Linked DNA regions of Sus scrofa: region 2 is linked to region 1. Evidence: chromatin contacts called from public Hi-C data. All regions are on one chromosome and are shown on one strand. Each heading gives the region's core, a stretch centred on a gene start, on an enhancer-like site or on the middle of the called end of the contact. The rest is flanking DNA. Distances are from core to core; before and after follow the strand shown.

Region 1 (5,651 bases), core at 1,767-4,266:
AAAAGCTCACAACAAGTCCTGCCTTCTCGGAATAAAAGTCAGAACTTGAATTCCCAGCCTTCCCTGAAGGAAGGAGAAAGTCTTGACCCTTCAAATACTCCCAAGCAAGACCTGAATTTGGAAGTAAATAACCTAAGGGGGGGGGGGGCGTTGGAGGAAGGAAGAGGGAAGAGGAGGGGAGCGGTCTGCTAGTACCTCCCCACTTCCTTAAAAGTGTTTTCGTCCATGGCAGAGACATCCGGCTGTCAGTGGTGGCAGCTGTTTCCCAGACATTGCAAGGTCAATGGGACAGGAAGTTTCATTAGTGCAAGCAGAGGTGGCATGTGCGACCAAGCAGGTATGGGGCACTGGGTGCCTCGTGCAGAGGCCACCGCTCTCTATTCCTGGAGTCTGAGGCTGGGCTTTGGGAATGCTCTTGGAAGTTCAGTTCCAGCTCTTCCTCCCACCTGTCGGAGGAAGGGAAAGCCTAGAAGCTCACCAGACCCATTTTCTCTCCATCCTTGGGTACCCACAGAGCTGGACTGCCTTTCCCAGCCTTCCTTGCTTTTGTGTGTGGCCACATGACTGCTGCCTTCTGACTAATGGAACATGGACAGAAGTGATGCACTTCCATGCCTGGTCCCTAAAACCCCCAGAGCCATTCTCTGTGCTCTTACCTCCCAGAAGGAAGTAGAAAATCCATCCCATGGAAGACACAAGGTCCCTAGACAATGGTGGAGCCACTAGAAAAAAGCAGCTTGAGCCCTTGAATCTCCCCTGATAGGACTGTGTCTCCAAATAAGCCTCTTATTGTATTAAGCCACTTTGATTTGGGTGCTGTGATAAGGTTAGCCGGTCCTGACTAATACACATAATGAATCCATTTTCTGCTGAACTAGTCAAGGTAGGTTTTATTTTTTATGACCAAGGGCTCTGAGTGTTTCACTTCCCAACCTGATCTGCCCTCAGGTGGTCTGATCTGAGAGGAGGTCTGATCAGACCAGGAGGCACTGTGTCACCTCTCCTCCTGGCAGTCCCCACCCTTCCTCAGGCCCAGGCCACATAAGTCCCTCTAAGAAAGTCAGCTTCTTCTCCTCTACAATCTTAGTGGGGCCTGTGACTTCTCGCCTAACTTCTGCTTGATGCTGAAGAAAGGCAGGCATGTTTTTCCTGGTACCCCTGAAATCTGTATAAGGACTCCTGCCCCTCCTCTTCTTTATTATAAGGTGATCTGGTCGAAATCATGCTTTGATTTAGCACAGAAGACAACCTTTTGCACATCTGGTCCCCCCCACCCCTTCATTCTCCCGTATCCACAGGGGTGGGCTTGTGGCAGCCATGTTTGTATCATGGGACTGACTCCTTGAAGTTGATTGGACCAGGATCTGGCACGTGACCCAAGCTGGGCCAATCTGAGACTTTGTGTCTGAAACGAGGCCCTGCAGCTCACTCCGGCTGCTCTGAGCCCATCTGTTGAATGGGACCGTCCGTCTCCTGTGCCAGGTGGACTGTGAAACAGGCCTAGAGGAAGCCAGTGGGCTAACAAAATCAAAGCAGCAAAAATAAAGAGAAGGTGAGTGAAGGAGAAAGTGGGAACTGAGCTTGGCGCATCCTAGGTTGTGGGTCCACAAGCAAACACTCAGTAAAATAAATTTTCTCTAGTTTGCTAGTTCAAGGTCTTTTTGAAAACTCTGAAGCCAAAGAGTTGCAACTGATACAGAAAGAAATAGAAAAGGTCACCCCAGATTCCACCCCGTGGAAACCGAGGCACCTCCTGGCTTGTCATGAACTGGGAAACCGAAAAATACTCTGAGCTGGGGAAAATGTGGCAGCTGCATAGATCTCTCGGGATTTATCTTTGGTACTCGACTGATTTTCCAGCCCAACAACCTCACGTGAGAGCTGAGCAAAGGCAGGGAACCCAGAGAGCTGGCGTGACTCACCCAGGCTCCCTCCCACAGGCAGCGAGGGTTGGGGCTAGAGTCCTGGTCCCTGAACCTGAAAAGCATCCCTTTCCTACTTTGGGCCCGCGGTGGGCGCTGGGGCCAGGCGGGAGCCATCAGGATAAATCAGCACGTGTTGCTAGGCTGGCGACAAATGACGCGTCTAATTCCCTGGCCCAGCCAGCCCCGCGCGGCGGAGTAGCGCGCTCCGTGCGCACACGTGTGCACTCGGCCAGCGCGGGAGCAGCTGCAGAGGTTGGGCCTCCCGGGAGAGGACGGGGTGGGCGTGAGTGTTCGGGGGGGCGCCATCCCACCCCACCCCTGCGCGGCAGGGAGGGCCCCGCCAGCCGGGCCTTTCAGAGTTAATTAGCCTTCATGCATATGGATGGCACTGCCGATTGAACACGGTGGAGGGGTCGTGACCTGACCCCGGCGAGGCGTGCGGAAAGAAAAGACTGCTTTTCCCAGCTCGGTCCCTAATTGAAAGCCCAGTTGCCGGGCGCTGCGCCGGGGTGTGATCGCCGCCGCCCCATTTCTCCCGCAGAAGGAACACTTCGGGGGGAGCTGCCCCCGGCGCCCGGCCCCCTTTAGCAGCCCCTCTAATGACCTGCGGGGATGTGCAGGCGGCCCGACGACCGTCCCCCTGATATGTCGCCGTAATGATATCTGCACTGGGGATTTATTCCGAAGTTGTCCTTTTCCGTGATGGTTTTCATTTCCTGTCATTTAAAGCTGGAAGCATTTATGGAATATCACATGGTTTTCGTTTACACAGGAAATCAGCTGCAGTTGCGAGAAGATGCGGACTTACTTTTTTGTTTGTTTTTTTAATCCTTCCTCCCACCCCCACCCCCGCCCCGGAAAAAAAAAAAAATGAGAGAGAAAGGGAGGAGGAAAAAGGCAGCCTGCAGCATTTTGTTTTGAAGTAGTTTTCCTTTTTGATCCCCAGTCCTGTTCTCCGAAGTGGTCTGTGGTTATACAGAAAGCAGCAGTTTCTCTCTGACACGTGGTAATCACTACGTGAAGAAAGCACAGCACCTAGAGATGCTTTTGCTTTTTCCAGACCAGGGGGCGGGGGTGGGAGCGCAGCTGCGCGGGCAGCTCCGCCCCGGGGATGCGCCGCGCGACCCGCTCGGATCCGCCCTGGGAGCCGCGGACCGGGCGCCTCTGGAGCTGGGTTTACGCTCCTGGAAAGAGCGCACGTACAGTGCCCAGTTAACCTCCTGGGACCCCTCTGCTTGAACCTGAAAAGAGCAGTGTCCTGCCCCACCCCCAAGGACCACAATAGAAGTCTGTCCTTGGTCCGGCCCCAGCCCATCACCCCACCCCGGGAATCAGAGTCACAGGGCTTTATGACAGGGATTGGGGAAGAATTTGCGACTCATTCTTTAAGCTCCGCCCTCCAGTTACCGCTGAGTTAGGAACTCGCGACTAGAAGCGCCCCCGCACCACGGCTGCACCCCCTCTTAACCAGTGCAGTTCCAGCTGCTCCAGGCCCCCTCCCCCGCCGCCACCGCCCCTCTGAGGGCAACTAGACGGTCCTGGGCAATAGCGCCACCTGGTGCCCAGCATCCTCCAAGCCTTTCCTCGTATCCTTCTCCAAGATGCTAAACAAGCTGCCTTTAGAGATCAAGGGGGCCCAGAATAGAGTCAGGCTCACAGAGGAGCCCCCACCTCGGGTTGAAGTCCTCCTTTCCCCTAAAAGAGCTTAGAGTATAGGGGACAGGAGGCTCCCCTTTCATGCCATCCACTAGGGCATTCCATGGTAAGAGACCTATTCCTGGGATTGAAGGCTGGGCCCTCAACTGAATGGAAAATGCCCTTGAAGAGATATAATTCAGGCACCTGTTTGAGAGTGAACCAGTAACCTTTTCCCAAGGGTATGTGTGCTTCTACCGAGGGAGGAAAGCAAAGAGGAGGCCCAGCCCGAGGTCCAGGAGGGCAGAACCCAGCACTGCCGGCCATGTTTCAAGGGCAGGGGCCGTCTGTGTGGTGGGACTAGGAGGTGGGGAGCTGGTGGCTCTGGGAGGCAGGAGAGGGACAATGTGCACATTTCATGGGTGAGTAGGGCACCCCCACGGAACATCAAGTCCCTGTAGGCCCCCCTGGACCCAGGTGTCCCTCCATGATTGCTGTGTCCCTGGCAGCTGAGACCCGTTTAATTGAGACTCCAGGGCAGCCTCCCTTCCCCCAGCCCATAAAACCAACAGCCCCCTGTGTGAACACGAGCCCCGCATTTTTTATGGGCTGTCTGCTGACGGCTGGGGGACAAGAAGGGGACAAGGCTTACTGCTGCAGCCCTTGGAGCCTCCAGCTATTGAGCTGTGTAACGGGACCCCGTTCCTTGAAACCAAATATTTGCGAGGACACCCAGAAGCCACCTGGCTACCCAATCACTCCATCAGGCGGGTCATTTGTGCCGTAACAATTCCACCTGGGACCCTCTCCACTTCCGAGGGTCAGTGGGCAAAGCTCCCCTCTGAACTGCAAGGAGGCTGGCCCACCAGCTGTTACCGGCAGGCCCTGGATCGGGGCTGTGCAGACCAAGTCTCTTGCTGGCCCATGAGCTGAATGAAAGAAACCCTGTTTCTCCTCTGCAGCGGCAGCAGCAGGAGGCCCAGGTCTCTGTCTGAAGCCCTACACTGTTTTCCTCCCAGGAAACAGCATTTGCCTCCTGTTGCTTATTACCTAATTGGAGAACCACTGGCGTCAGCAGGATGCTGCGTTCAGCTTCTTCAGGCCCCGGCAAGAGCTCTGCTTGGGGGACCAGTTCATTTCCGGCAGGGAACATTTTGAGATGCCTCTTCTTGCTCTCTCTCGCTCCCTCCAGTCTCCCACCCAACACCCCTCTTCTTGGCTCTGTCTCTGAGGTATGGCCTTTATTGGTCTCCGCAAAAGGGGGGAAGGGCAGATGATCTTAGTGACTCTGAGATCCAACCCCTGCCTGGCTGTGTAGGGTGGTTGTCAGGGAAGCACGAGATCTGTCGCATGGCCAGCCTGCTCCTCCATTCAGGACTCCTCCTTGTCCCCCTGCTTGACCGTCTGGAAAATGGGAGCCTTTTCGGAGGGAGGTTTTGGCAAGAAAAATCAGAGGCGTGCAATGCCCCATCCTCAACCCAGCAGCTTCTGAGAAGGTGTCTGGCCAAGCACTTGAGCTCTGGGCCTCCGCTAGAAGCTGCCTCCCCCAGAGTAAACCCGGTGAGTGGTCCAGAGGCTCAGCCCACCTGGACTCAATTTTAAAATAGATCAACAGCATTTCAATATGTATTTCTTCCTGTTGCATTGACAAAAAAAAAATGCCTGGTGATATGCCAGAATGAGATAGATAATGATGTTGTTTAGCAGCAACTGTGTCATTCCGTGTTGTTGACAGTCAAATAAATTAACATAATAAACACAATTTGCTCAAAAACCGGCTAAGGGAAAGCAGATGGTTAGCACATTTCGGCAGGACCTGTTGGTCCAAGTTTGCGCGGATGTTTAGACGTCGCGCCGCCTGCAACAGATGCTCGCCTAGGTCCCCACGTGACGGGCACAGGCGCCCCCGCGCCGGCTTGATGGGGTGGGGGGTGGAGTGGTCCCGCCGCTGGGGGCATCCGGTCCAGGGCCTCCCTCCCTCCCTCCGGAGGCTCCCAGCGCCCGGCCCATTAGCATTCACGGCCCGTCGCCCGCCCAGCGCCCAGCCTTTGTGCTTCTGGAACAAGCCAGCTTTCTTCCGGCGGAGGATGG
Region 2 (5,651 bases), core at 1,104-3,603, 83 kb before region 1:
AGTTTTCTGAATTCCTGTTCTTTTGACTCAGTCAGCTCTAACCAACACAGGAATAATGGTAAACTCATCCATGGCTTTCCATGGCTTTAGCTGCATAAGGCAAATGCATTTCAATACTGTGTTCATCTTCATCTGTCTGCAGAGACATGCGTTCAAACATTCCTTTCTTCCATAGTTCTCTGTAAATCTTTTGGTCAGTACCAAGATCATACAGAGGTGTCATGCACACACACACACACACTGAAAAGTGCACATTGAGAAAGGGACACATGATGAGAAGGCCCAAGGATGAAAATGCTCCAGGAAATAGATGGATCCACTTGTTTGAAGCATGAGCAGCATGAGACCCACGGTAGGAATATCCAGCATGGGGTGCAGCAGTGGCTGCAGCAGGTCTTTTTGTTGACTGTACTTGTGAAAGCCAACCTTCTAGCTGTGCATTCGGCCTGAGACTGTGTACCAGCTTCCCCTCCCCCCTCCCCCCCCCCCCCCGTGCGACTGCTTCCCAGCAGACCACTTGGGTTGGACATCCTGGCGCCTGTGCCGCCTATGTTGCACGAGGATGAATGAGGAGGCGGCTGCAGGAGCGGCTCCGCCAGGGGAGGAGACAGCACGGACCCAGCCCAAGAGGAGGCGGTAGCGGGGAGGGGATCCGCCCGGCCCAGGAGGAAGAGGAGGAGGAGATGGCAACCGGGGCAGTGACGGCGGCGGCAGCAACAATCATTACAAACTCTGGCGACCGCCGGAAGATGAGGCCCGTGGCCGCTTTACCAAAGCCCGGAAAGCCCTGGCCCCGGCCCCCGGAGTTGCCGCGGCTCCGCAACTCGAGCGGCTTCCGCTGAGCCGCCCCCACGGCCTCCTTCCCCTCGCGGCCGGCCTCCACCCGGAGCCAACACCAGTGACCCCACCTCCGCGACTCCGCGCCCTGGCCCTCCCCCCACCCCCGCGGGACTCCCCGCCTCCACCCCACCCCACCCCGGGGGCGCTCCTGCCCGCTCGGCCCGGCCCGGCCCGCTGGCCCCGCCCGGCCCCGCTCTTCGGCCGCCGCGCGGCGAGGTTAACGGCGGACACCGGACAAGCCTGACAGCATCTGGGGTCAGGCGGCCCCGCAAGGAGCAGCGGCGGCTGCTGCTCTGTGCACACAAAAGCCCAGGGCCAGGGCCTGAACAGGGAAGGCAGCCCGAGAAGAGCCAATGCTTCCTTACTCGCCACTTTCTTACTTGCCACTCCAATAGGTCTTTTCTCATGTAGATGCTCAGTGCTCTAAATTTCCCCCTCTGTACTGCTTTGATGGAATCACACACATTTTGGTAGGTTGTGTTTGCATTTCATTCAGTTCAAAACACATTCTAATTTTCTTTTTGATTTCTCCTTTGACCCATAGGTTATTTATAGGTGCGTGATTTAGTCAACCCATGTTCAGAGAGTTTCCAGATATAGTTCTGTTATTTTGGCTTCTTTTATTCCACTGAGGTCAGAGAACATACCTTATATGATTTGAACCCTCTTAAGTGTATTGAGTCTTGTTTTTATGACCCAGAATATGGTGTCTTAATAAAAGATGTCATGTGCATTTGCAAACAATGTGGAATCTGTTGTTTTGGGTGGAATGTTCTGTAACTGTCAATTAGATCAAGTTGGTTTATAGGGTCATTCAAATCCCCAGAGTCCTTAGTGATTTTCTCTCCACTGCTTTTATTATTATTAATTATTCTGTATTTCTCCTTGCAGTTCTGTCCGTTCTTGCTTTATATATTTTGGAGCTCAGTTATTAGGGACATAAATATTTAGGATTTTTATGTCCTTTGAATGAGTTGTCCTTTTTTAATTATGAAATTATAAATGTTTGGTAATAGTCTTCACTTTTTAATCTGCTTTTTCTGATATAGCCACTCCACCTTTTTTTGACATGTCTAATGTGCTTACAATCCTATGCATTGTAATCTTTATCTTCTATATTATAGTTTATATCTGGAAATTTTTATGTGGGCCTTTTTTTATCTTTCTTGTCTATACTTAACTTTTTGAACATATAAAATACAGCTACATACATAATAGACCTTGGCTGCTAATTCTAACATCGTCGTCAGTTCAGGGTCGGTTCTTACTATTTTCTACACTATGGCTCATATTTTCCTGCCTCTTTGTATTACTTGCTCAATTCTTTATTAGATGTCAAACAGCCTGAATTTTACTTTGTTGGGCGATGGATATTTTTGTCTTTCTATAAATATTCTTGAGCTTTGTTCTAAAAACACAGCTAAGACACTTGGAAACAGTTTGAGCCTTTTAGGTCTTTTAGGGTGTGTTTTGTGAAACCAGAGAAATGCTTGATGTAGGGCTGATTATTCCCTCTTAGTAAAGCAAGATTCTTCTTTGTACTCTACCCAGCATCCTGCGAATCAGGTGTGCTTTTAGTCCAGCTGGTGGGTGCAGGCAATGGTCTCATGCTTCTGGGAGTGTTGGGTGCAGGAGTCTTTGCCTGGCCTCAGGCGGTTCCCTCATCTGCAGGTGCTAATGATCAGCACAAAAGGGAACACCGGATGGGATGGGGACCTTCTTTGCTGCTCTCTCTCTCCAGCTCTTTTCTCTGTTACTCTGGGATTCTCCACCAGGGTTCTCCCTTCCTGCAACCTCACCTGCTTCTCAAAGATCAGTCTTTACGACCCAGTGTCCAGTGTGTTGAACAATTGTTTCATATATTTTATCTGTGTCAGGGTTATTTCAAAAAGGAGAGTAAATCTGGTCTCTGTTAACTCAATCTTGGCTAGAAACAGAACTCATGCCCTTTAATTTTACCTCATTTTCTAATTTAAAAACATTTAAAACTTTTTTAAAGTTTTTTACCTTAATGGCTTCTCTCTTTGGTATCATGCTTAGAAACACCTCTGTGTTTGAAAGCTTATATATTTACCTAAATCTTTTCAAGGACTTTAATTGGTTTATTTGCACATTCAAATAGTTTATTAATATGGATCCCTGTATTCTAGACAATTTGGAAAATAGCTAAAATGGAAAGAAAAACACCTATAATTACATCAACAAGTACGAGGCCATTATACATATTAACATACTTCTTATCATGCGTTTTTTTCTGTGCCTTTGTAATCCTAGTGTGTATGTCATTTAGTGTGTTCACCCACGATATTGAGTCATCAGTATTTTCCATGTTGCCACATCATCTTCAAAATTGCATTTTAACGACTGAACTATATTTCATCAAATGGCTATATTGCAGTTACACTGTTAAACACTGTAGTTATTTTTCTTAGAAGCTAGGGAACCTTAACTTTATCTACTTGCACATCTCCACAACCCTGCAAGGGCAGAGATACAGACACAGCCCCCTTTGCAGTGTGTTGTTGCTTCCCTCTCCAAACCCTTACCAGTGCAATCAGTAAAATCCTGGCTGTATGAAATGAGAAGAAAATAAAAAACTTCAGTTTTCTAATGGTTCAGTCCATTTCTTATTATCATATAGTTGTAAGTAGAAAGGTTTTTTTAAAAGCTTGTAATTTATGGAGTTCACGTTGTGGCTCAGCAGGTTACAAAACCAACTAGTATCTGCGAAGACATGGGTTAGATCCCTGGCCTTGATCATTAGGTTAAGGATCCAGCATTGCCGTGAGCTATGGTGCAGGTTGCAGATGTGGCTCAAATCCCATGTTGCTGTGGCTGTGGTGTAGGCCAGCAGCTGCAGCTCTGATTCTGCTCAACTCCTGCCTAGCCTGGGAACTTCCACATGCTGCAAGTGCGGCCCTAAAGAGCAATACATAAATAAATAAACAAAAAGATTGTAATTTTTATTTTTGTGTGTGTTAATATGGCATCTCAACTATTTTCTAATGATTTTTTGTGCTTGGTTATTTTTAGGGAAGTTGTTATTCAAGTCAAATACATCATAATGCAGAATTCCTTGTCAGTACCACCAAAAAATCAAGGTAAGATAAACCATGCTTGGGAAAGTGGTCATGTGTGTGGTATAAAGAGTCTAATTGATACATTTAATGTCACTATCCTCTAACCGTAAGATGACTTATTCCTTGGAACTAAGAAAAAAAATTCTAATTATATATGAAAGTTGATTTCCTTTGGTAAATTACTTGAGTGCCCGTGGATTCCTGGTTTACAAGGATACAGCTACTTTATTGCGAGCTTCTTGAGAACGAGGCCATCTCATTGCACACAAAACTCACAGTCCAGCCTGTTAACTGGCACCAAGAGATGTCAAATGAAGTTCCAGGGTATTGGCTTTAATGAAGCAGAATGACATGTTTTAGGGAGAAGGGTGTTTACCGTATATATATATATATATTCATGCACACGTATGCACAGATAACACACATGGAGAAAGAGGGGATATTTGCGTATATGTTTTTGTCCTATTTCTTCTCGTGTACCCTTTAAAAAAAGAAACCTAAGGAAAAAAAAGCACTTCCCCTCCATATGATTTTTTTAAAAAAGAAAATCAGGATTTTTAAACAAGAGTTCCTAAACCTTTCAGAAGAGCAGTTTACAGGTGGAGATAAAGTCATTTCTGAATAAAGAATAATTATGTTTTTCTCAGTATAAAGGGCAAAGTCTAACCTTTAAGAGGAATTCAAATCTTTCCCCTGCCGCTCCAAACAGGAGAGAAGTTTTGAAGAGAGAGAAAAATACTGTCTTTAAATGATTCAAAATTGGGCATCCTTAGCAGAAGGCGTAACTTTCAGTGAATGGAGGGAATTTGCTATAAAGAACCCTTAACTGGAGCAAACATGCTTTGCTCGTTCCAGCAGAAATAAAGGTAATATCCTAACTATAAAGAGCTTGGGATCTGTTTGAAAGTCTTTTTTTCTTTCTTTCTTTCTTTTTACAGCTGCACTTGCAGCATATGGAAGTTCCCAGGCTAGGGGTCGAACTGGAGCTGTAGCTGCCGGCCTACACCACAGCCATGGCAACAGTGGATCCAAACCACATCTGCAGCCTACACCGCAGCTTGCAGCAATGCCAGATCCTTAACCCACTGAGCGAAGCCAGGGATCGAAGCCACAAGGGGAACTCCTGTTTGAAACTCATTTCTGTCACTGAATTGCATAATCTTAGGTACATCACTTGACCTTAAGCTTCTCATCTATGAATCTATAAAATGAAGGCAGTGAGTCCTACCCTATAGGTTACATGGAGATTAAAGGAGATGCTCTATGTAAATCACCCCACGTATTGCTGAGTGCAGAGCAGGCACTTACACGGTGATCGTGGCTCTTGCCCCCTCATGGTGTCTGTTAATATCTGGACTCTCTCCATCTATGGAGGCTGATACAACGCGATGGGCATGTTGGCCTCCTGCTTGGGATGTCTGCCAGCCTTCGACGGCCAAGCCTGACCCAGGGGGACTCCTGGGAAGCGAACACAGAGCAGACCCCCTGGCTTGGCCCTCATCCAGGCCTTGGGCCCTAGGGAAAGGAAGAGTCCTCAAGACCCATACACGCTCTAGCCCTGAACACTAGGGCAGGAAGGGAGGGAGAAAGGAGAGCAGACACTCCTTTGGGTTAAGTAAAAGGGTACGCTGTCCATGAGTACTTCTGCTCTGTACCCTTTGGAAGGCTTCTGCCGTGGTAGGAGCTGATCAAGGGCTTGGCAGTTCAGTATTTGAGCGGGTATCACCTCCT

Evidence for each region. Hi-C and Micro-C count contacts between places; a contact is called where the count stands out from the background.
Region 2: a contact with region 1 is called in a Hi-C map of embryonic fibroblasts, with 2.1 times the contacts expected there. The contact joins two enhancer-like sites. A contact is called at or near these places in 1 of 5 promoter capture datasets (liver), 14 of 47 Hi-C or Micro-C datasets (alveolar macrophages, embryonic fibroblasts, fetal heart ventricle and 8 more) and 1 of 2 datasets of contacts at active chromatin or transcription factors (skeletal muscle).

What each region holds. Positions count from the first base shown.
Region 1 is chr10:41,518,961-41,524,611 of Sscrofa11.1, reverse strand. LOC110255684 (a long non-coding RNA gene) reads left to right here. Exons shown (of 3, transcript XR_002336333.1): 2 at 1-1,552. Among named protein-coding and RNA genes, the nearest start is that of SVIL, 350 kb to the right of the region's middle. Within about 2 kb of position 3,016, at least 59 of the 83 cell types and tissues checked have an H3K27ac peak or open chromatin away from gene starts, as enhancers often do. A contact at or near this core is called in alveolar macrophages, embryonic fibroblasts, liver and 4 more, where this site is marked.
Region 2 is chr10:41,601,748-41,607,398 of Sscrofa11.1, reverse strand. ZNF438 (zinc finger protein 438) reads left to right here. Exons shown (of 19, transcript XM_021064197.1): 16 at 3,874-3,941. It also overlaps the pseudogene LOC100519509. Among named protein-coding and RNA genes, the nearest start is that of ZEB1, 410 kb to the left of the region's middle. Within about 2 kb of position 2,353, at least 68 of the 83 cell types and tissues checked have an H3K27ac peak or open chromatin away from gene starts, as enhancers often do. A contact at or near this core is called in alveolar macrophages, embryonic fibroblasts, liver and 4 more, where this site is marked.